Regions from separate parts of the Mus musculus genome. Here all the other regions are linked to region 1. A link is a contact called in public HiChIP or PLAC-seq data. All regions are on one chromosome and are shown on one strand. The core of a region is the stretch at or near the end of the contact, and the rest is flanking DNA. Distances in the headings are between cores, read along the strand shown. Region 1 holds the start of Meis2 (Meis homeobox 2). Region 2 has its middle 240 kb from the start of Gm13974. Region 3 has its middle 170 kb from the start of 4930528P14Rik. Region 4 has its middle 130 kb from the start of 4930528P14Rik. Region 5 holds the start of Tmco5 (transmembrane and coiled-coil domains 5). Region 6 has its middle 8.7 kb from the start of Gm31413. Region 7 has its middle 51 kb from the start of Gm39910.

The links. HiChIP or PLAC-seq counts read pairs in DNA pulled down with a chosen protein or histone mark.
Region 2: a contact with region 1 is called in a FOXA1 HiChIP or PLAC-seq map of pancreatic cancer cells. The contact joins the enhancer-like site here to the promoter of Meis2 in region 1. A contact is called at or near these places in 10 of 115 datasets of contacts at active chromatin or transcription factors (craniofacial prominence, embryonic forebrain, embryonic hindbrain and 6 more) and 3 of 9 other capture datasets (adipose tissue, embryonic stem cells and liver).
Region 3: an H3K27ac HiChIP or PLAC-seq map of the NIH/3T3 cell line shows a contact between it and region 1, with 7 times the contacts expected there. The contact joins the enhancer-like site here to the promoter of Meis2 in region 1. A contact is called at or near these places in 3 of 39 promoter capture datasets (the 3T3-L1 cell line, embryonic stem cells and erythroid cells), 1 of 484 Hi-C or Micro-C datasets (rod photoreceptor) and 5 of 115 datasets of contacts at active chromatin or transcription factors (the NIH/3T3 cell line, craniofacial prominence, embryonic hindbrain and 2 more).
Region 4: an H3K4me3 HiChIP or PLAC-seq map of craniofacial prominence shows a contact between it and region 1, with 5 times the contacts expected there. The contact joins the enhancer-like site here to the promoter of Meis2 in region 1. A contact is called at or near these places in 7 of 115 datasets of contacts at active chromatin or transcription factors (craniofacial prominence, embryonic forebrain, embryonic hindbrain and 3 more) and 3 of 9 other capture datasets (adipose tissue, embryonic stem cells and liver).
Region 5: a contact with region 1 is called in an H3K4me3 HiChIP or PLAC-seq map of neural tube, with 3 times the contacts expected there. The contact joins the promoter of Tmco5 here to the promoter of Meis2 in region 1. A contact is called at or near these places in 4 of 115 datasets of contacts at active chromatin or transcription factors (embryonic hindbrain, embryonic midbrain, neural tube and 1 more).
Region 6: a contact with region 1 is called in an H3K4me3 HiChIP or PLAC-seq map of craniofacial prominence, with 5 times the contacts expected there. The contact joins the enhancer-like site here to the promoter of Meis2 in region 1. A contact is called at or near these places in 3 of 39 promoter capture datasets (embryonic stem cells, erythroid cells and second pharyngeal arch cranial neural crest), 8 of 484 Hi-C or Micro-C datasets (adipose-derived mesenchymal stem cells, cranial neural crest, embryonic fibroblasts and 2 more), 14 of 115 datasets of contacts at active chromatin or transcription factors (the NIH/3T3 cell line, bone marrow-derived macrophages, cardiomyocytes and 11 more) and 3 of 9 other capture datasets (adipose tissue, embryonic stem cells and liver).
Region 7: an H3K4me3 HiChIP or PLAC-seq map of embryonic forebrain shows a contact between it and region 1, with 4 times the contacts expected there. The contact joins the enhancer-like site here to the promoter of Meis2 in region 1. A contact is called at or near these places in 4 of 39 promoter capture datasets (embryonic stem cells and erythroid cells), 2 of 484 Hi-C or Micro-C datasets (embryonic stem cells and neural progenitor cells), 17 of 115 datasets of contacts at active chromatin or transcription factors (the NIH/3T3 cell line, astrocytes, bone marrow-derived macrophages and 11 more) and 2 of 9 other capture datasets (adipose tissue and embryonic stem cells).

What each region holds. Positions count from the first base shown.
Region 1 is chr2:116,063,120-116,067,459 of GRCm38.p6, forward strand. It overlaps Meis2 (Meis homeobox 2), which reads right to left and starts at 1,939. Exons shown (of 12, transcript NM_001159568.1): 1 at 1,683-1,939; 2 at 69-301. The coding sequence starts at 1,694. G630016G05Rik (RIKEN cDNA G630016G05 gene) reads left to right here and starts at 4,106. Exons shown (of 5, transcript NR_153841.1): 1 at 4,106-4,221.
Region 2 is chr2:115,091,437-115,095,776 of GRCm38.p6, forward strand. No RefSeq gene overlaps it. Among named protein-coding and RNA genes, the nearest start is that of Gm13974, 240 kb to the left of the region's middle. Within about 2 kb of position 1,870, at least 8 of the 459 cell types and tissues checked have an H3K27ac peak or open chromatin away from gene starts, as enhancers often do. A contact at or near this core is called in pancreatic cancer cells, where this site is marked.
Region 3 is chr2:115,169,830-115,174,169 of GRCm38.p6, forward strand. No RefSeq gene overlaps it. Among named protein-coding and RNA genes, the nearest start is that of 4930528P14Rik, 170 kb to the right of the region's middle. Within about 2 kb of position 2,477, at least 9 of the 459 cell types and tissues checked have an H3K27ac peak or open chromatin away from gene starts, as enhancers often do. A contact at or near this core is called in the NIH/3T3 cell line, where this site is marked.
Region 4 is chr2:115,211,210-115,215,549 of GRCm38.p6, forward strand. No RefSeq gene overlaps it. Among named protein-coding and RNA genes, the nearest start is that of 4930528P14Rik, 130 kb to the right of the region's middle. Within about 2 kb of position 2,607, at least 23 of the 459 cell types and tissues checked have an H3K27ac peak or open chromatin away from gene starts, as enhancers often do. A contact at or near this core is called in craniofacial prominence and neural tube, where this site is marked.
Region 5 is chr2:116,876,255-116,880,594 of GRCm38.p6, forward strand. Tmco5 (transmembrane and coiled-coil domains 5) reads left to right here and starts at 2,451. Exons shown (of 12, transcript NM_026104.5): 1 at 2,451-2,513; 2 at 3,021-3,064; 3 at 3,982-4,131. The coding sequence starts at 3,030. Gm13990 (a long non-coding RNA gene) reads right to left here and starts at 2,393. Exons shown (of 4, transcript XR_374895.4): 1 at 1,822-2,393.
Region 6 is chr2:115,389,874-115,394,213 of GRCm38.p6, forward strand. No RefSeq gene overlaps it. Among named protein-coding and RNA genes, the nearest start is that of Gm31413, 8.7 kb to the left of the region's middle. Within about 2 kb of position 2,363, at least 16 of the 459 cell types and tissues checked have an H3K27ac peak or open chromatin away from gene starts, as enhancers often do. A contact at or near this core is called in craniofacial prominence, embryonic limb bud, nephron progenitors and 1 more, where this site is marked.
Region 7 is chr2:115,458,629-115,462,968 of GRCm38.p6, forward strand. No RefSeq gene overlaps it. Among named protein-coding and RNA genes, the nearest start is that of Gm39910, 51 kb to the left of the region's middle. Within about 2 kb of position 2,198, at least 21 of the 459 cell types and tissues checked have an H3K27ac peak or open chromatin away from gene starts, as enhancers often do. A contact at or near this core is called in embryonic basal ganglia and embryonic forebrain, where this site is marked.

The sequences.
Region 1 (4,340 bases), core at 689-3,188:
CACCAGAGACAAGCACACGCACTCACACACACTCACACACAGTAAGCTGGGTCCGGGGGTCGGTTTACCCATAGATTGCGTCCTTGTCTCTTTTCAAGGCGTCGTTGACAGCAGATCCCATGCTGGCTGGCATGACATTGGGGTGCGGGGCGTGCGCGCCGTAGTGCTGCGTGGCGTGGAGCGGCGGCCCGTGGTTTAGGTGGTGAACCGGGGGGATCGGCCGCGGCGCGTGAGGGTCTCCGTACATGGAAGCGGGAACCCCTACTCCGTCCATCCCGCCGTAATGGGGCAGCTCATCGTACTGTCAGAGCCCGGGCAAGAGGAGGGGGCGGTGGCACAGAGTAAGAGAGAACCCAGGGGGGCAGAGGCAGGAAAGCAAAGGAACCCGGAGCAAAGAAAAGAGGGTACAGAGGAGTGGGGATGGAATAGAGATAGGGGGTGTAAAGACGGATGAGAGAGAGAGAGAGAGAGAGAGAGAGAGAGAGAGAGAGAGAGAGAATAAAAACAAAGTCAGAAAAAAAGAAAAGTACCGGACACAAGTTAAACACACTACAAACCAAACCAGGAGAAAAAACAGATTTGAAAGTTGGGAGAGGATGTCGTAAATTTTAAAATTAAAGTCTGAGCCGAGAGCAGCATTCAGGGAAGGCAGATCAGGCGGAGAGGCCGGGGACGCCGGGTGGGGGGTGGGGGGGCACAGGGAGGCCCCGCTCCCGCTGGAGGCTGCAGAACCCCAGCGAGCCAACCCAGGGAGAAGTGGAGTTAGCAAGAGAAGGAAGCCCCGGATCCCACCCCTTACCCCCCTTCGCCTCCTCCAGGAGATCCAATAAATCAAAGGGCGAAATGAAACAAAATAAAGAGAAGAAAAACGCTAATAATCAGGCCGAGAACGGCAAGGACAAGGGAAGACTAGGGTCGGTGCCTCCCCGGGGGCTAGGAGCTGAGGGTGGGGAGGAATAACGTGAAAGTTACCAGAAACATTATTTAGCAGCGGATTCCCTGCGTCCTTGTCAATTTCAGAGACAAAACAAGCAGCCGGGGCTAGTCTAGGCAGCGCGGCCCCACGCCGGCGGCTCCTACGCAGCCCGCGCCCGCCCGGAGCCGCGCGAGTAGCGGCGAAAGAGGCGCAGCGGCGGCGGCAGGAGAACCCGGGGAATCACGCTGCCGGGGTAAAAGCTGGAGCGAGGCGAAAGCGTGTAACAATTGCACACAAGTACACACACACACACACACACACACACACACACACACACACACCACTCACACGCTCTCGCCGCCCGCAGAGAACCCGGGGAATCACGCTGCCGGGGTAAAAGCTGGAGCGAGGCGAAAGCGTGTAACAATTGCACACAAGTACACACACACACACACACACACACACACACACACACACACACACACACACACACACACCACTCACACGCTCTCGCCGCCCGCCCGCTCGCTCAGCGCTGGGACACGCGCGGCCAGACACGCACACACGCACGCACACACACTCTCACACACGCAGAGGCACAGGGGGGAAAGAAGCCGGTGAATAATTTTGTTACTATTTTTTAAAATACTGGCCGCCATCATCATCAAGCAACCAGCAGCAGCCAGCTCAAAGGGAGAGAAGGCATGGGGCAGGGCCCTGTAGGAGAGGATTTATATCTAGGTAAGTGTTGGAGATTTAAACCTACCCTTTGCGCCATCAGTCTGCGCTCCAATAAACTCCTGGATGTGTCGTATATTTAATATCCCAGTCCGGATAAGAAAGTGAGCTAGGTTGAAGAGTCCTTTTTTTCCAAACCAAGGAGACTTCTCCCAATTTTCCAATGTTATTTTTTGGGGGGTGGGGAAAGCCCAGTCAAGAAAACGAAGAATTTTTTTCAGTGATATTTCTTCTTTTTCTCTTTTTTCCTCTTCTTCCTCCTCCTCCTGATCTTCCTCCTCCTCCCCCTCCTCCCCCTCCCCTCCTCCTCCTCTTCGGTCCTCCTTTACTCCTCTTTCTCTTCTTTTCCTCTTAGTTGAAAAAAAAAAAGAAAAGAAAGAAAAGAAAAAGAAAAAAAATTGTCAAGCCCCCGAACTGAAGGTTACGAGCGGCCAGTCAGCAGCCCACATGTAACCGAACTGTCGAGTTTCATGGCTTTTTGCCACTCCAGCTGTCAATCAAAGCCCGGAATGTCAAGGTAGTGAATGAATGATGGTTGATGATGATGAAGAGGAGCAATCTTTCAGACCCGTTTTTTTTTTCTTCCAGTAAAACTCCGCGAGGGGTTTCTGCTTCTTGAATTCTTCCTCCCCCCTCCCCCCTCTTTTAGCTTTGCCCCCAAAATAGCTCTAATATGATCCTCTCTTTTTAAAGTATTGTTCAAAGAAAGCAAGGAGAAAACCAAGAAAAAAATGAATAGTTTGCAAAAATTGGACTTCCTCCCCCCCTCTCTGGTAGGTATTTTGTCTTTCCCTCTCTCTCTTTCTCGCTCGCTCTCACTCGCGCTCGCTCTCTCGCGCTCTCTTTCTCTCTCTGGGAGATGAGTGAGTGTCAGTAGGTGTTGGCAGGTTGGCTGCAGCCGGGCTTATAGTAGAGCCTCAGTTTGGCGGCGCGGGTCGGCGGCGGGAGAACGAAATGACGGAACCCGGAAGTCGTGGTGGCCATAGCCCGTCCTACGGCGGAGACACATCCCGAGAGTGGGGAGCTGGAGCGAGGAGGAGCGCGCAGCGCGGAGCCTCTGATATGCAGCGAGTGCGGTCGGACGGCCCCGGGGGGGGGGGGGGGGGCTGGGGAAGGGGAGGCTGGAGCGGAGAGGACCGGAGCAAATCAGCAAGCCTGCTTCTCCAGGGGGACGACGCGGGAGGGAGAGGAAGAGGGGAGGGAGGGGGGATGAGGGAGGGGGAAAGGGGGAAGGGAGGGAAGGAGGGAGAGCGACAGGAGAGGGAGAGAGAGGGAGAGAGAGAGAGAGAGAGAGAGAGAGAGAGAGAGAGAGAGAGAGAGAGAGAGAGAGAGAACACGCGTGATTGGAGGGGGAAGGAAGAGAGGTGGAAGAGGACAGGGAGAGCGCAGACAGGAAAACTGCAGAAAGCCACAGGGAAAGTACGGTACAGACTCAGATCTTTTTATTTTCAACTTACTTCTCGTTTATTTCCCCACCACTCCTCTTGGCTCCTGCCTAACTGGGTCGCGTTGGGGATGTTTGGCATGGCGCTCTAGCTTTTGTTCGTTTTAATTCCGCGGCCCCCTTCCTCTGCCGGCGGATTACTAGGTCCCGAACTCTGCCACTACAACCTAGAGCAGCAAGCTCCGCCAACTGCACCACCGCCAGGCTAGGATTTTTGTTGTTGTTGTTGTTGTTGTTGTTGTTAAGTGGTACTTTCTTTCTCGTGCAGATGCAGAGCCCTTTTTGTCAATATTCATTTTTGTCTAGTACAAGATATGAGCAGCTGAACTCGGAGCATAGTCCCTCGGTGCGCTGCAGACAGTGTAGACCACCATTGAGAGTCTAGGGGTCCTGGGCTCAATCTGGAGGGAGAAAGCAGGATGAGAGTTAGTAGGGCGGGAGTTAGTGGGGTAGGAGTTAGAGGAGAGGGAGTTGTTTGGTGTTTGTTGTTTACCGATGTAGACAAGTGTGTGTGTGTGTGTGTGTGTGTGTGTGTGTACGCGCGCGTGCGTGCGTGCGCGTGACCGCTGTGCGCCTCTAAAGTGAATCTTGGATCTAGGAAGCACCGGAGGAGAAAGATTAAAAAGCATGTGAGACAGAAGATGCTTGCGAGGAGTGGCTGGCTCTGGCTGCCCAGCTTTGTTGTGGTTGCCCTGGGCGCAGCGGTTGTAAAGAGGGCTAAAGGCTGAGTTAATTACACCGGGAGGATTTCGCTGGATGGGGACCATGGGACTGGCTCCTAAAGTTTTCCCAAAAGGAAAAGGAAGCGAGTAGGGTTAAAAAGGTAAATACCCGACTAGGTTTTGGTAGAAACTAGTTCTGGCCGGGGTCCCGCCCAATCCCTGGCCGGAGTTCCAGCTGGCTTTACCTCTGCTCTGCTGTTTCCCCGCGGCTGCGCGTCAATCACCGAGAGACGAGAGCTGGGGGCGGAGCTTTGGTCACCCGGCGCGCGTAGCCGGGTTCACCCTGCCGCCACCAGGCAGCTGGCAGCGCGACCCAGCCACGCACTGGGAGCGCGCCCTCTCCCCAACTTCTCACCCTCGCCCTGGGTTCCGGGCCCCAGGCCCAGAGAATAGCAAACAGAGTAAGGGTTTGCTGTTCAACTGCGGCCTCCCTCCCCAACTCTGAACCATCCCGTGACAGAAAGCAGCGCCTCCTGCAAGGGTGCCTTTGACTGGACTTTCTCATGGGGGCGGGGGTGGA
Region 2 (4,340 bases), core at 620-3,119, 970 kb before region 1:
CTCAAAGGCTCTGACCTGGCTGGCCCCGGAGAAGACCATGTGGGCAGATAAAAACTACAAGGTTTATGCAAAACATCAGGAGTTAAATCATTTAAAAATAGTAGGGATTAACACACAGAGAGACCTGGAGTGTAAATAAGCTTCCAAACCTTAATTTAACCAATTCACTTTATATCACTGCCTCTGAGAGTCTGCTCCAACAGAAGGTTTTAATGGTTTGGTGTAATTTGCTATAGCCTTTGATTTATTTTGTTGGAACATGGCAGAGGTAGCATTAAACCAAAGTTTGTATACTTGCCCTTGGTGTGCCTGGGTTCAAATGATGGCCCAACCACTGTTATCTTGTTATGAGTGCTTACGCAAAGAGTGGGAGATAGCCTCTCTATGCCTCTGCCTCCTTCAGAAGAATGTTTTACAACTGTACTAGTGAATAGATATTGAGTGGAGTGTTGAAGGACACTTAGTGTTCAGTAAGCACTAGGGAGCATCCTCTCACATGGCAGATAACCTCCATCAACTTCATTGGATTTGGAATCCACTAGGAGACACACTCCCTGGCCTCTCTGTGAGGTTGTTTTCAGAGATGATTAACTGAAGAAAGAAGACACAACTTGAATGTGATGACATAATTCTATGGATTGGGAGCCAAGGATGAATAAAAGGAGGAAAGTGGTAAGCCAGATGAGTGCCCGCATAACCCTCTCTATCTCCTACTCTAACAGAGAGGTGAGCAATTAGCCTTCCACTATGATGAACGGAAGCTGATTTCATGACTCTGCCTTCCTGGCCATGGTCGACTGTATTACTTGAACTATGAACCAAGAAGGAGCCTTTCTTCCTTTAATTTACTCCTTGCCAGATATTTGCTTACATCCCAGAGAGAGGTAACAAAATATCAGGTTTCTACACATTTTCTCTCCTATTTGCTTTCATAAATATATCCTTTATGGTGGTTAGAAATGCCATGTGTAGAAATAAGAGGGTCTCTCTACAAAGCTATTTCAGAGAACAGTTGTTCTTCACAGATGAAACATCAGCTTACATAAAGATGAGTAATAGGCCATTAACAACCTCAAGTGAGTTTGCTTTAAGCCAGAATCATTGGAGAGATTTTTTGGGTTTTGGTGTTGTGAGTCAGGAGCTGATAGTCGCGACCAATCAAGTGCCTTCTTAGGTCTACTGCCCTTTGAAAGTAAAATATTTTGCTTTGTCTGTGGATTCAGAACAAACTGCCAGTCATTTGGAGATAATGCTCAATTTTCACAAATGGCACAAGGTCTCAAGGACATCACCCTGCTACCAGAGTATGACACAGGTGACTATTTATTAGAAATTCCATTTCTGGTATCTGTCTGTACTGCCATATCCTCACACTGTTCTTTGAAAATGGAACAAATTTTATTCCTAGAACAAATCAAATTTTATCTCCAGTGAATCTGATGCCCTCTTCTCGAGGCACTGCACTCATGTGCACAGACCCACACAGAGACACAAATACACAAATAACTACATAATTTAAAATGAAATATCTCTTAAAGAGAAAGATGAAACTCTTTAATTTCTTACATTTCTATAATAATTGATTCTGCTATAGAAATGAGTGACATCTTTGCTTTTGAATTCAGGATATATAAAAGTACTACCTCCCCTGCCATTTTATGTAAATTCAGACATAAGACACTTCAGGCTCTCTGACCTCTGAGTTGCTAGCTTTCCTGGGACTTTTACCTGATATTACATTAATTTTTGCTTGCTGCGTCTCATCTATTGACAGTCAGTTCCCGTGAGGAAAGGAACATTTCGGTCAGTCTCTGCTTACAATGGCTGTCCAGTGTCTGGGGGAGTACCTAACACACTGGATATTATCAGTAAATATTTGCTGAATGACTAAATGATTTGTAAAGAATTTGGAATGGACAGAGGGAGAGGTGCCTATGTAAATAAAAGATGCTCAATTTCCTGTAGCCAAGTTAAGGGAGTTGTTTAAGTTCAAATGTTCACTTACTGACAAAACTGACTCAAGCACACATCTTTTAACTCATGGTCCACTTTACGTCATTGCCATCTACCTTTTTAAAATGAGTTTAGTATCTTGACTTGATACATACATGCATAGGAGAATTTCAAGTGTCTTTTACACTATAAATGTAGTCATTATTATTAACTTTCAAGGATCAACCTGCAACAGTACACAGCCACTTAGTATATGATCTTCATTGACTATTCCACAGAAGAGAGAAATAGAAAGTGCATGGCTCTCTACTAAAACAGTTTTCTCAAGGAGACATTAGCATACAGTAGTGTGACTTATCTTCAGTGGAAAAGAAGACAGTAGGACATGACATAGGGATAAGTGAACAAAAACCTGTTCTTATTGGCTGGCCTGAGATTTCTCTCTAAGATAGAAAGTTTGCTGTTGTCGCCCTTCTCGATGTTTGTTGTCGTCTTCTTCTTCATTATCATTGTAACCCATCGTCATCATCACCATCATCACCACCTTTATCAAAAACTTTCTCAGCATCATGAACTAGAGGTGTTTTCAACTCTAATCCTCACAATAAACCTCCAGTTTCATAATACAGACATAGAAAGGAGGGTTTAGAGAAAAGTTACATAGCCTAAAGGAAGCAAACCCATTTAATTTCAGTTACCTGCACTCAAAGCCTTGACACATCCCAGAGTTTCTGTAGAAAATAATAATCTCTTTTAAGACATTCTACCTCTTCAAAACACTCTAGTTCTAGATGTACTGAAGATACTTAGAACACTTAGAATAAAGTTTAGAGTGAAGCTTAGAGATCATCTTTCTAATCTCTCAAGAAGAAATCTATGATTAACTCTTGGGTACAGTCTTTTAGAGTTGTTAGGGGGTCAGCAAGATGTCTCTGTGAGTAAAAAAGTTTGCTATCAGGCCTGATGATCTGAGTTTGATCCTCTGATCAATATACATGGAGAATGCTGACTTCTGTAGGAAGGCTTCTCACCTCCATGCACACATAATGGTATGCACATGTATACACACAGGCATATGAACACATGAACACAAACATACACATGAACACACACACATGAACACATGTACACATGAACATACACAGAAGAACATACATGCACACACACACACACAATAAATGATTGTAAATAAAAGTTTTATAAAGTTAAAAGTTTGAAAATCCTTTAGAACCAGAGCTGGACAGAATCTATACCTTTCAATTTTCATTTTTCCTTCCTCTCTCTTCATCCCCATTTTCTATCAATTGGTAAGATTTGAATAATGTGATTGATGCTTATAAATACATTAAGTTATAACTGTGCACAACAGATTATATCTTGAATCTGGAAAATCTTTTAATTTTACAAAATTATAATTCAAATCCTTCCATCTTCCACATAGATTTACCAAGAAAGCTGAAGTTTGGCCAGAATTAGGAATTAAATTACTATAAAATGGCACCCTGCTCTGATAAATATACTTTTTGTATAATGTGTCAAATGCTGCTGAAAGATTTCTTTATGTGTTGTGTACACTTCATGTGTCTGCTACCCACACACACACACATAGACTCGCAGCCTCTCTGTGAGGATTATGTATATCAGATTGCCGAATAAACCCACTTAAATCCTTAGGTAAAGTTATCATTACAAGAAAATTGTGGTGACATTTGTAAGTTCAAGTTTGCTTTCCAAAAATAATCATCCAGCCGAGCATTAAAAAAACACCAGCCCCAACCAAAAGATTATATACCAGGTAAGGACGCTAAACGCAGTTCACACAAAGCCATTACAGTAAAAGCTGTGAGTTTTACTATCGCTTGGGGAATACTTTACACATTTTCTTTTCCTCTATGAAAGAGACTCGTGTTGAGAAACTGCTGCCTTCCTGTGTGAGTGGAAAATGTGGGCTACCTGAGGAAAAGCTTAAAATGCAGTACAATTTCTATACGAGCCTGGTCAGATGATTGTTAAAGTCATAGTGATGGGGGTGGCGGGGCGGGGGGCGGTGAGCCTTCTCACTGTTGAACTGGCTCTCCTCGGTTTTCTTTCCAGGACCATAATCTGATTCAGTGCGGGGAATATACAGTACAGTTAGCATTCGGCTCTAATTGCAACGAGGTGACAACATCCTGGGTAATGAGTTGTTTATGAGTTGTAGATGTGTTTACAATGAGTTGACAATGTGTTGGATAAAGTGTTCTTGTAAAGTTGTAGATCTATTTCCAGTGAGCAGTGGGGGGATGTTCATTAGTTGTCGATTTGTTTGTTTACATTGTTTTCGATTTGCGATCGCTATGAAACAAATTGCAGGCTGATGAAGGATGATTGTTTGTGTGCCTTAATGA
Region 3 (4,340 bases), core at 1,227-3,726, 890 kb before region 1:
ACTCCACTATTGTTTGACTAAGCTCAACTCTAGGTGAACAATTAAATCTTGTAGGCAAAACTGAAAATTGTAGGGATCAATAAGAAAGAATAAACTTCTGTCATCTGGGTAAGCAAATATTTCTTGAGTTAGGTTTAAAAAAAAGATAAGCCAAAGGGAATAGATACTTTTGATTATAAGAAAAAAAAGGGTGATCTTCTAGTTCATCCTATCGTGCTGCTGGACTGTGGTCTGATACAACAGAACAACCCAAGGTAGGAGGTTGATAAATAACTGCAACATATTTCTTACATCTCAGATGGTCAGGAGTTCAAGAGAAAGAAAAGACACATTTGGAGAGAGAGCCTAGTACAGGCAGTAGGACTTGGTTTTCAAAATAATAATTTCAAGGGATATACTCAAACCACAGCAGTCATTGGAAAGGACCAGGGGAAATGCTCATAGCACATTAATAATCAAATAAACAGAACAGAGAAAGAATCTAAGATACTAAGATAATGTCAATCTGCTGAAAATGAGAGGGTCTATATGACAACATATTTCACTAGATGTCATATAACTAAACTGGTACAATTCACAGCCATAATCTTCATGTAAAAATTATTTTAGTACAAGAAAAGAATGGATGTGGTTAAAAATAATTATTTATATATGTCTGGTAGAGGTATAAATAGATACAGTCATTTTCAAATTTGGCATTGTCTACTAGAATTGGAAATCTTGTAAACTGCTTTCCTCTATGTACATTCCAAGGAAGCTTCTGTATGTTTTCATTATCAGTACATGTGTCTAAGAAATGAACATGGCTTAATCCTGGTGGTGGTGGAGCACAGAGAATATGAAATTTTTGGTTTCTCATAAAAAATCTGGAAATGTACCACATTATATTGATAGAGGATAACAATACAGCAGTAAGCCCATTCATGGCAAGATAGATAACTAGGTGGAAGAGTGATGAGCAGCAGCAAATCCGAAGAATGTGTAATATACTTGATGGAGGTAAGAAAAACAACAGTGTCTTAAATGCTCAGACATACACAGTAGTAAATAATGCACTGCTCTGAACTGGAACCTGGTAGTAATAGTTGTCATTGGGCCTGGAGAATTTGAAAGAGGAAACAAACACAAAGGGACACACAAGCGATTTTAAATGTCATTGTATTGTTTTTTATACACAAGTGCCCAGAGCAGAGACAAGAACTAATAAAGTTGTCTACATTGTATTTTAAAGGCCATGTTTGGTTTTCTTTCTTTCTTTTTTACAAAATGGGATTTCTTTGCATGGCCTTGGCTTTCTTGGAACTCACTCTGTAGATTAGGTTGTCCTTGAGCTCACAGAGATCCTCCTACCTCTGTCTCCCAAGTGATGGGTTTAAAGACATATGCCATGACCACTGGACTTAAAAGCCAATTTTATAAAAATACAATAAAAAAGCACTAACAAACTTAACAGAACTATTTATGAAATGTGTCACAGGTGAAAAAAACATTGTTTTCACTAATATAAATGAAAATTTTAAACATTGAGAGGAAATAGGCAAATTATCCCCAAAGAATAAAGAAAAACTGAATTTTTGTTTACATAGTAGTTGAAACAATAATATGCTTATTTGATTTTTACTTGCATATTTTGAGTATGGTAGACTATATTTTCAAATACCTAGGTTCTAATTAATATCTATTTTTAAAAGTATAAGAATATTCTAATAGAAAATAGTGGGAAAACACATTGCTGGTAGGAATATAAATTTCCATTATGGAGAAAAATTTGATAGTATCTACTCAAATTAGATTTGTCCCTGCACTATCCTTTTTTATCTAAAGATACACATAAGAAATCATTTATTACTTTGTATATTTCAAAATATGAAGAAAAATCATCAATAATAAATTTACTATCTATTAATTGGAGTATGCAGGTATAGTGGAGTTTATGTTACTCTACTTAAGAGCTTATAACAAAAATAAGAAAAATATGAACTACCCCTTAGCCATGGGGAGACTTCTAAGATCTGTCCTTCGGGCAGCAGACAGTGTGGATTTCTTCAACCTCTCCCTAAGCCTCTGAATAAAGTGTTTTAACAACAACATCAACAAAAGAAAGATATGAATTAATAGGCAAACTATGAAAAGATCCCTGTATTTACTCATATGTGCCAAAACGAGACAGGAAAACTTACAGTAATAGGTTGGGCTTGCTGTAAGTGGTTGATGGAAGTAGGTGGTTTTAAAAATGGAAGAAATGAATTAAAAGCAAAAAAAAAAGGATGTTTCCTAGTATACTTGACTTCAAGAACTATGCTGAAAACGCAATCAGCATGAAGCATAATATGAAAGAGGCGAGGGAAATCCCTGAAATGAACTCTAAACAGAACAAAGTGGATCAAACTCGATTTTAGATGAATTACCTAACCACAGCAGAACTGAACTGGTGACTAATCCAAGCATTTTTGCTGTGGCGGTTGAATTAAATACCCTCAGTTAAATACAAAAAGAAATGTAAACAACTTGAACTCTAGAGTTTTCCTTTCCCTCTGCCGAGGTATGAGTAAGCAAATTTGAAATTACTTTCTATGCAATCTAGGATTTAGAGAAATAAGTAAATATATTAGGGATAATGAAAGACAGACTTTCCACTCACCAAAAGGAAATTACATGTATGGAAAAAGATGTTGGCAGGAATGCTGTGGTGCTGGATTGGAACTGAAGTTACTAGAATAAGTTTAGGTTTATGTATGTGTGTGTGCATAAATTCACATGCAGATAAACATAAAATATATGTGAAACATATGCACCTAAAATGCAAGACCGTATGCATATTTAAATCCATTTGCATGTATCTATAGAAATTTCTCTATTTGATTTCATCTGCAAGCTCACTACATATAGATTGATATAGAAATTTAGTTGTATGTGTATAAATACACATGCATTCAGGGATGGAAAAGTCAATATGTGTTTGGTTTGTGTATGTGTATATACACACACCTATACATATTTCCTTGTGCCATTGAGCTAGTTGTGGTAAGTAGCATTAGGTAGACTCTGCACTCATATCTTACTCTAAGCCTCCTTCTTCACTGTGGGAAGTATGTCTGTCAGAGTTTCATTGCTGATGACACTGTGTCCACAACAATTCTTATAAAGGAAAACACTTAATAGAGGCTGGCTTACAATTCAGAGGCTTAGTCGGTTATCACCATAGCAGGGAGCACAGCAGCATACAGAGCAAGCAACATAGTGCTGGAAAGGTAGCTGAGAATTCTATATCAGGATCCTCAGACAGAAGGAAGAGAATGGGACATGCTATGCTATGCCTGGCTTGAGCTCCTGAGACCTCACAGCCTGCCCCCAGGAAGACACTTCCTGCAATAATGCCACACCTACTCCAACAAGGCCATTCTTCCCGGTAGTGCCAATCCCTGTGAGACTTTGGGGCCATTTTCATTCAAACTACCACAGAGTCTTTCTAGAAAATGGCTGATTCAAATGCTGAGGATATAAAAATGAGTCTTAAGTACTTTCTGTAAAATGAAGTTCTAAAAATGATAGGAGTATACCCTAAAGGGATAAAATATATTTGAAGCATGCAGGGTTTCACCATTTCAAAGTGTCTCAGCAACACAAGCTTCATATTTCAATTCTAAATTCAGTATATTCCTGTTTTAACTTTTCCAATTCTTACATGTGGGGTGTTGCTATGAATCTGAGATTGCATGATGGTCAAAATGACCTGATGTGGCTGACCTGCTGGAAACAGTCTCATTGCTAAATAAATCAGGGTGTCATTTTGCCATTGAGACCCAGAGAAGGTCCAGGAAATCACACTGCTTCTTTTGTCATGAATATCACCATCTCAGAATCAACTAAGATGGTTGGCTTCAATAAGGACATCACTCTTCCCAACTCCTAGCTTTCCTCAGTGATCGCAGTAATTCTATCACCTCACTCCTTACCCTGCCTTGCACACACTTTAAAGAAGTGATCATAGTTTTGCTTTCTATCTGTAGATCATATCAGACCACAATCATCAGTGAAGTTTGTAGAAACCAGCCGAGGTTGCTTTCCATATTTGCAGTCTTACAGAGCGCTATATTCATTACATCCTGATAGTGAATGTCAGAATAGGTGAAGAATGAGATCAAGGGTACAGAAAGAAAAGTAGGGCCACCTGTGTGAGAGCACCCATATATCTCATATTCAAACTTATAACATAACAAATAGAATCATGAGTTTTCTAATCCAGAAAGCCTGAGTCAAATGTCATGATAGCCATCACAGTTGTGTGACCTCAAAAAGTCACCTGACTTCCTTCAAGCCCATTATCCTTATCTCAAAAG
Region 4 (4,340 bases), core at 1,357-3,856, 850 kb before region 1:
TGGATAGTAAGTAGAGTTCATTGAAGTAATATAAAAATGAATCACAGGTGAATCTACATTCCCTTAATGGCTATTTCAGCTTGATCTTCTGACAATCCTCCAACAAAATGAAACACACAAGCAGTTTACATTATCTATGAAAAATGGGCTGTTGGCATGAATTCCAGAACAGAAGCAGAGAACAGATGTCTGTGTCCAACTCCCCTCCCCAGCAGGAGTATTTTACCAATGGCTCTGTCCTCAGTGTATCCATGGAGTGTGACATGAATTCACATACCCCAGTAGACCAAGGTATGGATGGAAAACTGCATAGAGCTCTTTTGTCATGCAAGGAAAATGGATTTATATCATAATTAAAGTTTCAATGACAGTGTTACTCCAAATATGTTTTAACTTCATCCCTAAGTATATCAAAAAACTGTTTTATTCTGATGTTATCATTTGTCCAGAAAGTATTTTTAGTAAATTCATAGAGAACTCTATAGTTTTGGATTTTCAAAATGAACAATAAGTTTCTTTAGTTTTGCTGAGGCTTCTAATCATCAAACAAATGCAATCATGAAGGATCTTCTTTATCCTAGAAAGTAGTAATATAACTAAGAACTTTGAATTGGAAATACTGAACCCATTTAACTATAGACATGATCCAACAGCTTGCCTTAAAAAATACAGAGTAAAATACAGAAATAGTTATATACTAATAATAAACTCCAAACATGACAAAGTGAAATGGATAGTGAAAGGAAAAATAGTAAGTTTAATATGTCAAAAATGTCAACATATCACAGCAAAAGAATCCAAACAGTTTTCTACTTCAGTTTATGAAAGCAAATTACAAAATTAGCTTATCAGAAATTAGTAGATGAGCAAGATGTAGGCATCCAGAGATGATGAGTTTGTTCAAATGATTCAAACAATATTATAACCAACACTACAAGAACCTAAGTCCTAATAGAAAACCTGTTGATTATGTGCTTTTGACACAGCACAACATGAAAACTGCAAAAACGAAATACATTTTTATAGACATTCTGCTTTTTGATTATGGCCAAATGTGCTCAACAGGGTGAGAACTAAAAGAGAAAATGATATTTTCTGAATCTATGATAATATCTGACCTGCTCTGGACCCAACTGTGGTGATGCTAAAACAGCCTGAAGCAATGCAACCAATTGCCATCCATCCCTATCAGTTTAGGGCTTAAAACAACAAGGGCCAGATTATTTTGGCATAATTAGCAACAAAGCCCACGAACACTTTTGATTGTTACCTCTGGTAAAGGAAAGGACTTGGAATTTGAACACTGGTGGGAAATACAAGCAAAGAAAATTTGTTCATATATTTATTCCACTAAATAGCAGAGAACATCTTCCATGAAGAGTGATTTGTTGTTGTTGATGATGATGGTTTATTGAGCATGCTGTTAATTTATTGAGCATCTCACTTGAAAACAACACAGGTTGTGAAGTGCAGTGTCTCTGGCTTGGAAGAAGGTGGTAGTCTGATGGCGTGCCCTGTAGTCTGATGGCATGCCCTCTATCACCTGTTACTTGTGCTGTTTTTCCCTCCCACCAGGCAGCATCAGAGCAGAAAGTAGATCTTGAACCCGTGATGCCAGTTCCATGCAACACTGGAGAGAGACCATCTGGATTCAATTGCCATTTCTGAAATAGCACTGCGTTTGGACCTATGCCCTTCAAATTTGGATCAATGGGCAAACACTAACAACTAGAAAGATACTCCAGAAAAAAAAAATCATGGTCTCTGTAGGAATAGAAAGAAATTCATTTGTGGGGAAACATCCTAAACCTTTGAGGATTAAGGAAGATCCAAGAAAGGGAGTCTATTCAATAGAGGAAGGGGAAGGGGAAAGGTTTAACCTGAAAGCACATGCAGATAGATCTTGTATACTCCAGCTGGGAGCGATATGGAAGGCCATACACGAAACGGCAAGCCCATGCTACCTCAGCCCTCTATCTCTCAAGTTCCACTTACACACAAGCAAAAAGGAGCAAGTTTTACTTCTTTTCTATCGTGAGAAAGCGAGGCTGTCTGCCACGTTATATGATCCTCATCAGTCAGTGCCACAGCCCTCAAGTAAATAATGATCTCTTCTCCGCCATGCTGCTGCCGTCAGTAATGAGCACATAATAGTGATATATTAACATGTTAAATAATGGCATGCAAAGTCGCAGGCGATGTGTTGATGCCCTGTCGCTGCTAACCTGCTACTTGCACTGAATTTGTCATTCTCAACCTAATTTGTTGTTCCAGATGGAAATTTTAAATTTGCCCCCTTTCCCCCCACTCACTTGCAGCTCTGGCTGAACAGAAACGTCATCCTATGCTCACTACCCTTGCCACCTCTTTGAATCGCTCAGTCAGTAAGGAAACCAGACGTGGGGAGCTGGCCGTGGTCACACAGATGGAGAAAGGACAGGCCTTCTCCTAGAGGCTTTGCAGTTACTTTGAAGTTAGCTCATCTGGGAGAAATCCAGGTCCAGAGTCGCATTCGTGTTTGTTATGCAGGCAGGGCAGCCATGGAACTTGGAGCGCAGGGAGTGAGGAACATATGGGGAGGCAGGCTACTCGGGGTCCCAGTGGGGTGTGAGGCATTCCTGATGGAGTGAGCTTTCAAAGTCATCAGGAATTACACACAAGCAGTGTGCCTCCTGACACCATCTGGAAAAAGGCCTTGGAAGTTCAAAAGAAGGAAAACAACTTAGCATTCAATCCACAACTAAAGTTTAGTTGATCGCGAAAGTCGCATGCTTAAGATTAACTATTGTGTGATCAAAACTGCTAAGCGGAGCTTTTCCTGGAAAGAATGCTTTGGGGGGTTAAAAGCCTATGAGTTCAACATGTGCTGTCTGGAGTTAGCTGATCAGCGTCTTTTGAGTCTCATTTGCAAATAACAGTATTATTCTTCTATCAATATATGTTTTCTTTGCTTCTTCTCCTGCGATCTGTCAGAACTTCCCTGTTCTCTTAGAGAGGAGTAAAACGAAGTGTAGGCTGGTGCAGTGCTATTGAGAAAGAGGGACTAAAGGCCTTGGGTCTTGGCTCTGTTTTCTTCTACCCTTTTTGATCTTGCTGCTTTAGAAATGAAAGGAAATGAGGACAATTGGAAGCGACGAAGAACACTTGCAGAATGATGTTTATTTAAAAGTTAGGTTTGAAATAAGTCCCCACATAGTGCAGAAGGTCCTTCGCTCTCTGGGCAAAACAACATGTACTAAACAGTTACTAAAATAAATAAGAGAGACTCTCGCTCACTGCTCCAAGCCACATATGCACACTGTTTTCAATAAGACAGCTGGAATAGATCACCAAGAGCCTAAATGGTTTTTAAGATAGTTTCAGCTACTCTTGTGACCAGATCCAACAGGTTGGTGTTTTCCACAGTATGAGACGTGTCTAGTAATGAAATGAGCAAGCTTGGCTGCTTTAGATGGCATGAAGAATTGATAACAACGCCATTGCTTGTCAAAGTAACACATCTAATTCCTCTTTGGTTCTATTAATACTTCATATTATATAGAATGCAATGTATCCATTTGGCTACAGGTTTTATATTTTTATGTGTCCAAGATTCATTCTATTTAACTGTCTGCCTGCCCGCCCGCCTGCCTGCCTCTCTCTAGACTGAGGTCAGGATAGGGCGCTGCAGATTGGGCCTCAACCTCAGTAGACATTTTCTACCAGCTAGATTGATTCTTTTACCTCCATAAAATTTTGTCTTTACATGATCATTCCTGTTTTTACAATGTCAACATTAACTTGCTATAATCATTTTTATTCATAATATATATTCATTCAATTTTTAAAGGACCTCACATAAGGTATCAAGTAGGTGATTTAACATGTTACACTAAATACATTTTGAAAAATCCTGATTTGGATACACTTTTAGCAAAATTTGTAGGAAAAAAAAATGTACCTTGAAATAATTCCTGGGAAAATTTCCCTTTCCCCCTAAATGATATCCACAGAACATCAGAAGGCATAATTCCAGACAGGTCTATGCTGTAACCATAGTACATCAAGACAACAACCAGCCAAGCACCTCCCTACCCCAACCACTGGCATTTGCATAAGCCTTGCTTAGGTCCTTCTGTCTTGCATATCAATTCATTATGCCACCTAGCCATAGAAGGAGTTCTGCCCCTTTTTACCAACTAATCCAACAAGTCCCTGCTTCCTTGAACCTGCTTCCAAAATGTCTAACACAATGCAGTCTCAGCAATCCTTCAAAACCAACCTGTTTTCCTGAGTCCCCATGATGTGTCTGTCTCAACTGTAATGAAACCATAAAGCCAACCTTATTCAGTTATATGTGT
Region 5 (4,340 bases), core at 1,201-3,700, 810 kb after region 1:
AATTTAAAATAATAGTTTTAAAACAGATTTATGATATTCTTGAAGAATAAATAACACATTTAAAGCAACAGTTATTGTTATGAGATAAAATCCATGATACATTATTTTAGTTATTTACTATTATAATAGCAGTGATTCAATAAATTTCATTTTGAAAGACATACATATGTCTTTTGTCAGTTCAAACTCAACTTACTGGATGTTAAGCTGTATTACATCTGAATTTTGACTTGCACATGGTTAAAAAGGGAAAGTCAAGCTGGGTCAAATGGCAACGTTATCTCCTAGATAGATATGAGAGAGAGAGAGAGAGAGAGAGAGAGAGAGAGAGAGGATAGATATAGTGTAAGGGTGTATATATGTATGTATATGTATAATCTATTTCTATATCTGTCTCTTTTCAGTAGCTCAAATTTATGCTTTCGTGAATTCTAGAAATGTGTTCTGAAGGGAAATTCAGAGAGATTTTATAAATGAACCTAAATTTTACACGATAATAGTAACTATAAATGCAGAAGTGCATGGGGGATACAGTGTGTTTGAGGAACAATTTTCTAAAATGATGTCCTAGACCCTCACTCAGCTATGGGCCTCAAAACCAGACTTCCTTATGAAGTCGTCCAATATACATTTAGCAACCTTCAATGAGAGGACAAAGGTGAACAGAGAAGATAGCTTTCCATTTCCCACCCACTCCACCCACGCCGCGCATCTAGAGGAGCCCCAGCACCTTCCACCAAGGGCTCAGGGGCACCTACCTGGCCAGTCCCCACAGCAAATGGGCACAGGCCCAGCAGCTCCAGCAGGGGCTCCAGCCTAGAATGGGGCAAGAGTTTCCCAACAGAGTTGCACACAAAGGCAGAGAGGCTTCTGACAGCAGGGAGTGAGACAAGGAATGGATCTCAGCCACTCTTCCCCCAGAGAGGGCGGGCATAGAAACTTTACCGCGGAGAACAGCTGCTCAGAATGCTGAACCGGGTGTTAATCAAGCCATCTGTGGTCTGCAGGAAGAGGCTTGTATCAAAAACCTTAACCTGCCCCCAAGGCCCTGTTTCCACCTTGATTTAATGATTCTCACTGGTAGCAATCTGCTGTCTTCATCCCTGCAGGGCCCCAAGCTGGAGGCTCTGCCACTCACCCAGCTTGCTTCAGTAGCCCCTCAAGGAGAAAGGCTCCCCTGGAAGGAGACTCGGCTTTATTTTAATCCCAGTTAAAGTCCCTATCCAATCCATTAAGGGCTGCAATAACCTTGGTCCAGGGCATTTCCTGGCGAAGCTATAACCAGCTGGGGTTAATGAACTCTCCCTACCATCAATTCCTGGGAGAAGCCATTGGCCTGAATTGTTAATTACTCTTCTGTGTACAGCTTCATAAAGCAATGAAATGCCTTCTTTCAGGAGATGGTAATGGGGGTCATCAGAGGCGGTTAATTTTACGAATAGTTTGCTAGAAACTTCAGTATGTTAAGAAGTCGGTCTGGCTCACAAATCACCTCTCTGTGGTCCTGAGTAGAGGCCCGAAAGTTGACAGGTTTCTGTGACTCACATACAGAAGTTAGCAGCTGTGGAGAATTCACTGACATATACGTGTGCTCAGGTGTAAAAAAATGTATATTATTTGTTTTATGTGAATGACTTTCCATTAAAGGAGACATAATGGAGCTAATTCGAGATAATCACAGGAATTACTGTCAATATCAAAAATCTCTAGTAATTTCTTAGTCTTTGGTGGGTGATTCTTAGTCTCTGAAACTCAGACCATAGCAAGGATGTGCCCATAAGCCTCTGCAGGCAAAACTGGATCTTCATGGTATTACTCTACCTGCTGGTCTCTGCATTTATCCAGCACAGGTTCTCATGTCCATGAATGAAGCTGCTTCACAGATTGGCACGCTACTTTCGAACACGAGGAAACTCCGTGGCTCTATCTGCACCATCCGATTTAAAACTGCAAAGTCCTTCCTTGCTCCTATGTTCGCATTCTTTCTTTGGATGAAATAAAATCAACCTACACACACACACCTCACAAAGATAAGTGTTTTGGGTTGCCCTGCTCCCTCTTGAAGACACTGGTAACTTTTACTTCCCAATTCCCATGGGATGAATGGGTTGTTAGTTGGGCACATGGTGGCATCACTGTGGCCACAAGACCAAATTCCCCATCTTCATCCCACTTGGGCAAAGGAAGTGCTGTTTGCCACAGGCATAATAAGGAATACTGTTGCTTTATACTGCCTAGAAACCAGACTCCCTGAAGTATGTCCATGCTTAGGGCAGACTTAACCATAAAGTCCACACACCCACAGAAGTTCTAACACTGGAAAGATAACAGGAACCAGTTGCCAATGGCACCACGGTGACATGCTGCTTGCCCGTCCTGTGGCAGTTGTGGAGTCATAACCCTATGGAAGGTTGTGAGATTCTATTGGATGGTTCCAGTGGGAAGAGATGAGAGTCTTAAGAAGAAGCTCCTGATTAGGGCAGGATCAGAAAGCCAAAGCACATCGGTAGAAGGGAGGTAGAGTTTGTAGAGGAGGTTATAGGGCAGAGAGGGCCACAGAGTCTTTTTCTACTTGGTTTTCTGATCCCTGATTAATACTAACTTCCCACCAAGCTGGCAGTGGTTGGGGACTGGGGAACATCCAGGCTTTCCAGGGCAATGACACGCCGATATCTGTGCCCTGAGACCTTTAAGAAAGCAGCGGTCATGAAGAAAGGAGACTTAAAAAAAAACTGATCACCTCTGTCTCTTTCTAGTGTTTTGTTCAGATTTCCAAATTGCGTTAGTATGGCAAACAGCCTCTAGGTGCATTTGCTTGCAAGACAACTGCTGGACTTCTTTCCAGCAGATCTCTGCACCCTCCCTTCCTGATGCAGAGTCAGACGAACAGAAAGAGCTGGAGTGTCTGTCATGACCATCCCGGGGCTATGAAGGGAGAAAACAAGTTCATTTACTTTCTATTTGGGAGATTAATGGATCCATTGCCCCTGTTCATAACCACATCTCTGCTGACATTTCAGGGGCCTCCGATGGAAGAACAGAAGGAAAATCAGCTGGACTATGAGTAAGTAGCGGCGACTATGAAAGGCTGCAGTCTAGGTACCAAGAGGGAAGCAGGCCTGATGCTCAGACCTTCCCTCGTCTTCCGGTCACTTCTTCCTCCTTCCTTCCATTTCCAAAGCACTCCACTTCTACAGGAAGTGGTAACTACTGTAAATTCTCCCAGACAAGCTAGCTCTGCCAAGACAGGACTTTGATGCTGCCCGAAACACAATCCCTGGGTCATGCTACCCTATTCCCAGTTAACTCCAAAGACAATGAATTCTTTTACATGTTAGAAAAAGTTTAGTGCGAGCCTCCCTTGACTTAGGTGCTCCTCCTAAAGTTATCATCTCGTTCACAATTTTTTTTTCCAAAACTGATGTTTGTACTCTTGAATGATGTTCCTGAAATATAAGATGTACTCACTGAAATGGCCCTCCTATGAGAATCTCAACCATCATAATCAGAAAGTCAAAGAGAAGTGGAAGAGGGAAAGATTGAAGCCCTATTATGGGAGTAGAAGCTTCTGTCTCTGAATAAAGTCAGACTAACTCAGAAGTGATGGAGCAGGTGCCTAGATAAAAATAGTCAATAAAAGTGTATTGCATAAGCATGTTTTGAGAACAATTTAGGGAAAGGTTGCCATGGGAAACAGCTCTCTCCAGTACACGGCTATTTAAGGAAGTAAAGATTCTCTTGAAATCAGACTGTAGAGGCATCGTTATCTAGAGATGTCCCTTGATGGGTTGAGAATCACATTGTAGAGTGTGATTAAGATGTATGAGTTTTCCAAGAAATGGAGATGGAAAAGTGTGCTCCCAGGAAGAGCGGAGGGGATGAGCTACCTCTCTTCTAGAAAGCCCACTTGGCTCTTGGCTCAGAGAGTTTTTTGCTCTTGAGATAACCAGCCCTTGTTCATTTGTGGGGCTGAGCCTACAGGTCAGAAAAAATGGAAATCTTGAGATTGGCCCAATCAAAGAAGAACATTATCAGCTTGAACATGGACCTCGAAAGGGATATGCAGAGAATAGATGAAGCCAACCAGGAGCTGCTTCTCGAGATACAAGAAAAAGAAAATGAAATCCAGAGGTGAGTCTTAAGGTTCATGATGGAAGTTCCCAGCCAGAAATATGTGGAGTTGGACAGAAAGAAATAAAACCTCAACTTACCTCCTTGTCCTACCAAACTCTGCCACATGTAGCACTCCGACATTTCTCCGGGGGAAGGACCTTCAAACACAGCAAGTTTGAAAATATATTTACTTTAAAGTCCAGGCAGAGGTCACCTTGAGTTAACCA
Region 6 (4,340 bases), core at 1,113-3,612, 670 kb before region 1:
CTGTGCTCCCAAACACACACACACACACACACACACACAAGAAAAAAGAAAGAAGGAAGAAAAGGAAGGAAGGGAGGGAGGGAGGGAGGGAGGGAGGGAGGAAGGAAGGAAGGAAGGAAGGAAGGAAGGAAGGAAGGAAGGAAGGAAGGAAGGAAGGAAGGATATATGGCCCAATGAATTTGTTCTTCTTAGCGTGTTCAGTATCTGGTGACGGTGCTTCTGCATCTAAATCAAAACCATCCCCCCTGTGTCATTCAGCACATTACATACTAAGTGGAATGTAATGGTAAAATTAACTATATTAACCAAGAAACATAAACTCAAATAAATACAAAAATAGTAAAGCAACCAAAAACATTTAATGAATATAATATTTTATTTATATCTGGTATTCAAATAATGCTTAAAATTATATATCAAACATATTTTAGAAAGTCCGGGTTTTTCAGGTGTTAGGACTTGATTCCTCACACGCAGACTGCCACCTGTGCAGGAGACCATGCATAAATAGTGTCCCACCCATGTGCACAAAGGATCCCACTACAAACTTCAGTAAATTGGTTGTTGCTGGCATCCACTGACTAAAGGGATCTGATTAGACTGAAGTCACATAAAGGGGAACAAAAAAATACAGGTGGAGCTCTCTCTCTCTCTCTCTCTCTCTCTCTCTCTCTCTCTCTCTCTCTCTCTCTCTCCCACAAACACACACACACATACACACACACACACATGTACACACAATTCCAACTGGGTTCCCCTTTTCTCTTTGTGACTGAGGAAAAGTTTTCAAATGAAACATATTTATCTTCAGCCACACATGAAAATAAGTAATCCTGGGATGTAATTAAAGAAGGGGGAGCTGGCAAACGATATAAAAATAACAAATGTCTAAGATGCTTGTTTTTACAAATCAGTGCTCCAACACAGCAAAGTATGGTAGATGCACATTTTCTGAATCTACTGTTGTTAATACATCATTCAATAAAGACATGCAGGCTCTTTGTTAGTTTCTTTCTTTTATTTTCAACAACAACAACGACAAAGTTGTAACAGCAGCCCTTAAGGAAAGTAGGACTTTAAGAAGGCTGTTTTAGACTAGTTTGTTCAGTGTGGAGCCTGCCAAGAAATATGTCTGAATTGGGTGGTAGATGCCTTTATCCCAGCACTTAGGAGTCAGAGACAGGCAGACAGAGCTCTGTGAAGTCAAGGTCAGTTTCATCTACATAAGAAATTCTAGGACATAGCAAAAACTACATAGTAAAATCTTGCCTGAAAAAAAAATGAAGGAAATAAAACAGAAAAGTAATATTTCTGGATGGCACTGAATTTGACCTAAGTCATATATCACCCAAATGTCCATCAGTGCTTCTCTTCCCACAGAACCCTTTGAATACCTGTTTAATTGCATTTAATTATCTCTCAAGTGGTAGATAACTCCAAATTATCCTAGACTCCTTTCATTACCTCTTAAGGATAAGTGCTGTGTGTCACTCCAGTATTCTGAGTCTAATAGTGAATCCTAGCCCAGAAATCCACCAATGCTCTGCCTTCAGTATCACTCATTGCTTAGAAACTCTTCTCTTTCAAGTGATGCTAAATACCATGGAAACCAATGATAGGAAGCTCTGGGCTGTTTACACTTGTAAGGATCTGAGCCTAGCTCATTCATTCCCAAAGCCAAAGAGAGGGCCAAATAAGTGAATCTTCCCAAAAGGAAAAATGGGAGCTTCCCTGATTAATAGCTGAGATGCAGGGTATCTGAGAAAAGTAATTAGAGGAATGCATTATCTGGAGACATTTCCTGCCACCCTCCAGCTGATGACTGAGAAAGCCCAGAAGGCGCTCTCCCTCAAATGTGGCCTACGTCAATGGCACATTTCTGCATTGTCAGGCTGAAAGCCATCGATAGTCATAAAGAGAAGGAGGTGTCCTCGTTGGGGGTGTGTTGATGGATCTCATCCAGAACATCAGAGGTGATCCCTGGGTTGCTCGGATGTTGGACACTTTGGGGTCTGGTGACGGTGCTTCTGCGTCTAAATCAAAACCATCCTCCCTGTGTCATTCAGCACATTACATAATATGAGTAAGGCTGTCTACATGCATAATTATCACTGCTCATGAGAAACAGGCCCAAAAGAAGTCTCTGACCTTGCGCTGATAAATTGTGCTCGAGGAACGAGGGGCTCAGAACTGCCAGTCTTAGTTACAGGCCCTGAAAAATTAAATTGGACTGAAGGAAAATCAGGCTTCTGCGTGGTCCATTTCTCAGTAGGGTGATACTCTAATCTATTGAAGGCTGCTCCCAGAGACCCCAGTTCAGACCCTACCTCTACTCATCAGTCAGCACATCGTTCCCGGCACTAAACGACATGCTTGTAATTTCCAACCTGACTGGAATTAGCTCCTGAGAAGAGCCGGGAGGCAGAGGCCAGGGGGAAGGAAGTTAGAAAGAAATGGCTCAAAAAGCACTCTTTCTAAATCAGAACCATCTGCTGGAGTCATAAATGGTTTTAAGTAGAACTCAGCGACAAGCGAGTTCACAGAGAAGTAAAGCAATGGAGCCACCCCTCAAGGAAAGGTCCCAGGTAACAAAACCATATTGCCATAGATTAGAGCAAACTTTTGAACCTGCTTGGTGGCTGACACTTGGCATTTGTATTTGGATCCTATTACAGAGAGCCATGTAGTACTAAGGACCTCTGTGTGTCATTATGAAACACTGGGGCGGGACTTGGCTACCTTACATAGACTTGTCATCATTCATTAATCTCACAGAAGACCCTTCAGACCATGGTTCCTCTGGGAGCTTTCCAAGGGGGAACAAGCAATGGGGACACACCACTCCTCAGCTCTGACAAAACCTCCATTGTAACTTCTGACATCTTCCTAAAGTTCTGGAACAGATGAAATCATAAAACATAGAGTCGATAATCTAACAAAGAGTGCCACCTTCTACCTCCCTGGCTGTTGAGGTGTCAATGGGTAGTTTTAAAAAAAGATCGCAACAGGGCCTTCGAGAGGAGTGTGTAGGTAAAGGCACTTGCCACCAAACCTGATAATTTGACTGCAGTCCATGGGACTCACTTCTCACATGGTGGAAGGAGGAGAAACAGACTCTCAAAAGCCCTCCAGTCTCTATACACATGCTTTGGCACACACACACGGGGGGGGGGGGGGCGGCGTCGGGGGCGTTGTAAAGACAGAGACAAAGAGAAACAGAGAGACGACAGAAAGACAGAAAGAGAGAGAGACAGAGAGAGAACAATATATAAACAAATTTTTTTTTAATTTACAAACAAATCTTTATGCAAACATTCTAGAAGGAAATCAGAAGATTCTCCGCACTACTTACCTCTTGTGTACAGGCCTCCCAAACTTGCATGACAAAGAAAAACCATTTTGTTGGGAAAACACAACAGAGAAACAAACAAACCTTGGGAACAGCAAGAATTAAATAACATTGTGGTGGTAAGCAAATAAAATAATAAAATAAAAGAGTAAACTAAAATCAAAGCAAAGCCAGCCTCATAGCTTTCTCTCACTGTGTGGTGGAAAAGTGACCTGAGAGGAGAAGGAGGCTGCTGGAGAAAAGAGAGTGGGAAGAGCAGGGAGGGAAGAAGGGACGACGAGGTAGACTGCACTGGGGACATGATCTAAGCATGTATACAAATGTGTGGAGATGTCAGAGTGAAGGCTATTTTACTTTAAACAACCAACATACATAAATAATTACAATAATATAGCATCAAAATATAAAAACCCCCACAGGTGCCAAACCAGTTTTGTATCCGCATATAAATTCTTTAGTGGCACTTTTAAGAAATCCTGAAACAAACTCACTTTGCCATTTATATTTTCCTTGAATTTGGTGATTTCTAACATAAAACTCCATGGGTTGGAAGCATTTGCCTAAGTAAATATGCCGAAGGAAAAACCAAAAACCTTAGCGGCAGAGGAGCTAAAGTGAACCAGCCTATGTCATGATCTTTATTCCTATAACAAACGTAGAATTACTGGGGAGGAAAAAATCCCAAGACCAGAAGCCATTGCCTCTCTAAACCCAGGCCTGGCAGTTCAGTGAGGTGAGCATCGCCCAGCCTGGAAGCTCCGTGAGGTGAGCAACGCCTGGCTGTTTTATAGCCGGAGGGAATCCAGGCGGGTAGTTAAGTGAAATAAAGAATCTCTTTAAAAGCAAACATCAAATTGCAGCCACATCAATCATTCCTTGATTTAAAAACAAAATAAATGAGTGCTTTTCTCCACAGTTGGAAATTTCATTACTTCTGTATGGGCCCGTCTTTGTTTATAAGCTGACTAAGGATTCCTGGAAGTTTTGCTTT
Region 7 (4,340 bases), core at 948-3,447, 600 kb before region 1:
ACTTTACAAAGAGACAGAATGGTGTGCTACCCAGACCTTAGAGAAATGACCTTCATCTCTAAGATAAGTCCCTGGGAATGGTATAGTCTACCTTTTCTGGGCCTCTTTCACCTACAGGCAATGGAAAGAAATTGTTTCTCCTCCAGTATTTCATCCCCCAGGGCTTCCTGGGAATTTCCTTCAGTGCCAGACACTTACATACCATGGTCAAAGTTGATCATGACTTCCTGTAACTATAATATTGTTTCTACATACAATATTACAGAGTGTTTTAGTCTCCCCTCACCTTTTTGTTTTTCTTTCCTGACATAACTACTGCTTGGAGTGATACAACAAAGAATTTATAAAAACAATTCTCCGTCTATCTTTTGCTCTACTGTTAAAATCACTAAGAGGAAAAATAACACCAAACTATTTAGATTTTATTATGCGATACTTCTAAAACACATTAAAGCTTACATTCTTTGAAACTATGCTATGGTCTGTGACTGTTTTTTATCCAAAGATATTTACTTTATATCACTGGTAATTGTATATTATACTTCCTGTGTTTTTCAAATGTGACAAGGTAAGTACTTTTGTTTTCATTTTAGTGGCACATTTAAAGAAAGATTCAAATGCACTCATCAGCGTCCTCAGGTGAGTTTTTTTCTTCATATCCCTGTCAAGTTACTTCAGCTTTAATTCGGGGAAATTCCTGGCCGGTATCAGAGTTCTATTTACTGATTATCTATTCTTCCCATTGGGATCATAAGAATTTAAGTGAAAAAATCTAAAAGATTTATTGCTAATGGGATCCTACAAATGTTATCTTTGTTCAGGGGGAACATAATATACAATCCTGGCTTTGTACGGCATCTTTAATGCTGCTTTTTTGAATATGTATAACTCATTTAGAGACCAAGAATAGACAGTAGCTCATCATTTTTGCCACCTACCTTAAAATATCTGCATTTTCTCTGTTTGAAAATAATATAAACTTGTGATCTAATTGATGTCATAACTTCGATTCATCGCCACATTCATTGTAAACAAAGAGGCTCTGAATAATGAACAAATGCTGATTGTTCTCCAGAAGAAAGGTCATAATGTGTTATATTTACATTTATGTCATGTCTTATTACTAAATCTGTATAAACCATCTCCCTTCATTATTTCTGAATGGGAGACTGATGATAAGTGCTATTTTCAAGATTTTTTTTAATCCTTCTTATTTGTCTAGCTAATTTGTGTGCTGAAACATTGCAAAGCTAACTCTGTGTTTGGCTTGTTAAGTTATTAGGGATTTGTAGCACCCTAAAATCAAGAGTGAGATCCTAAGTGTAACATTTGCATGGGTCGACAGCTTCAGGGGAGGGAGGTCAGCTGTCCCAGAGAAGGAAGAGGAAATCTGTCTGCCTGCACTTAATTTGCTTTGAATAATAGACATTGGGCTTAGAATTGGAAATGATTTGGTATTAGGTTAAGCAGCAGGGAAGCTTATGGCTTATTATTTTTACCCTGGATACAACTGAAGGAATGGGTGAGTAATGAAAGTGCCTCAGATCACCATAATGCTACCAGGCACTGACTGCATCACATGTGCCAGGACCACAGTGCAGGTTTATCAGCTCAGGATGGCCGGCAAGCTAATACAAACTATACACACTCAGATTGCTCTAATCTTTATTGGTTCTGCAAATAGCTACCAGCATGCAGTTCCGTTCCCACTTTATAGGTTCTATGGCCCTGACTCCAGGCCCTACCTTCAATAGAAAAGAATTTACATCAAATGTATCATGTTATGATAGGGAAATAAAATTGTACCCGTGACACCTAACAGTCCCTGACATTAACATTGTGCTTTTGCTCCTAGGACACCTGGAGAGTGATTTCTTACCAAATAGAAGCCTATGGAGTTTTCTCTCTTTCTCTGTCCCTCCCCATCCATTCCAGTGAGCTCAGCTTGCTCTCCTTTCTCATTTGCTGTGTTCTGTCCCCTTGTTTAAACTAAAGAGAATACAGGATCAGTCCTCTTTTTTCCTCATGTATAAAGTCTCTTCAGAATTGAATTCAATGAGATTGTGTTTGTTACAATGAACTCAGATTGTTCAATGGTGCAGATTTAAGAAATGCTGAAAAGAGTTCAGAGTGTGCAGGGTGGGGGCTGGCCGTGTGGTGGGGGAAGCAGAGTTTTACACATCACCATATTTGTTAAGGTCTAAAAGCACTGAAAGGGATTTGTTCTGTTTGTGTAAAGGGCCTCCGTGCTCTGGGTCTCTAAGAAGTCATGCCAAGCTTTTTAGCCAATAAGCTTTTCCCTGATTTTGGGCCCGACATGACCAAACACAGGACCCTGGGACCTGGGTTCTCAGAGACTAAGCCAGTACTGCAACACAGTGTCTAAGAGTATACTAACCACACAGTCTACTTTTGTTAGTTCAAGTGCTAATATTACTACATGAAATGGGAGCATTGTTTCTGTATTATTTTACTTATCAAATTAACTGTTATCAAAAGATCTGAGATCTCCTAAGATGTTGGTCTTTAATCCACAAGGTGAGCTAAGCAATCCCTAGAGTCATTGACAATCTAGAAGGGCACTCCAATCCATAGGCTTGCACAAAAGTTATGAATGGCTACTTGTAGTCAGGCTTTTATGGCAGGACTGCACTATCTATCACCTTATGACTGAAAACTATACAGTTTCATTGTACTATTTCCATAGCTCATAGTGAAAAAGACTCAAAATTAGCTCACGAGTCTTTGTCAATATCTTGGGACTAGAATGGAATTATTTTCTGTTGTAAAAATATCCAGTCCAATCCAAATCAAAACTTTGTGTTAAAGCTTGCTCCCCTACTTGAACCCATGCCTGCTTTGCAAGTGGAAGGTGAACGGGATGTGTTTCTCCATTTGACCTCTCTCCTTACCTAATATAACTTCTGTTTCAGTATCTTCCAAAGCTTCAGTAGGGGACAGTGTGACGGAGAAAGATGAAAAAGGCCAAAGCTGTTTCTTTTAATGTTCATGTAATGCAAACTCAGATTCTTCATTTCATCGTGACTTCGTGGCTCTTTGAAACTTGTGCAGCACGGGCAAGGAAGAAGGAGTCAACAATCTACACCAAAGCTATTTTTTTTTATTCTTCTTCAGCTTTCAGTGCTTTGTTCAGGGACTTTAGTCTCCAGCAAGCAACAATCAAGCACAAAGACCATTGTAAATGGTTCTGCTCACCAACAATACAGACATGCAGTGACCAAGCTCAGCTTCAGTACATCTCAAACTCCAGAGTGAAAGTCATTGTTGCCAAGACTCTTGCTCCATCCTCTGCTATCCCTCAAGGGAAGCCCCATGTATCACAGCATGGGACTAATATATCTCTTAGAGATGATCCTCATGAAGCTGCACTGGAGCTATCTCATACAGCTTGTGTAAACAGAACACACAAACTAATCACATTGGACAATTCCATTCTGAAGAAATGGCTATGAGAAAAATTAAGGAAGCAGAAAGCTAACTAGAGGGTGTGTAGAATTTGAGAGGCGGTGGATTAAGGCAAGATGGTGATGAGTTTCTTTGTGGGAGGTAATAAAAATGTCCAATAAAATTGTGATGGTTGTACAGCTATGTGCATGTGTTGAAAGCCACTCAACTGTATCCTTCACACAAACAAACTCTTTAGTATATAAGATGCCAGCTCATTCATGCTGGGTTTTTTTAAAAACAGGTTTTCACTCTCTTGCTTTGAAAGATATAGAACAAATTCTTAGTCCCATCCTTGGGATTATGCAACTCTTAGCCCTGGCTTCCTCTGCTTGAGGTTCCCACCACTCTAAGACAGAGAGGAAATAAAAACCCTATGTAACAATCTGTTAAATTACTAAGAATCTAAGAATTTGCTTATAGGAATACATTTGTGTTCTCTTCAAGCTCCAATTTCAGAGTAGTGATTAAAAGTCCAAACTTTGCAGAATGGTATATGTACTTCACAGGCTATCTTACCCTCCTAAGTGATTTCATTCCCATAATTTCATTGGTTACATGTTTCAGTTAAATGAATGAATAGTAGTCTTAACAATAATCTCAATAAGCATTTGGTGGCTACCTGGATGACTATTCTAATAATAATATAGTTTATTCTTTCATGAGTACCTACATTGGAAGTCTTACACAAGTCATTTAAAATAAAGAAAGGTGGAATCCAGTATTTGTAAGAAACATATACAAAATAAATCAGCTACAACAAACAGAAACAGCACTGAACTGAAAGTTCTTCCTCCCACACAGAGCATCAATGTCCTTCACCATCTCGCTGTGATCTTCCACAAGGATGTGGCACATGCTTCCCTGGTAAAGAT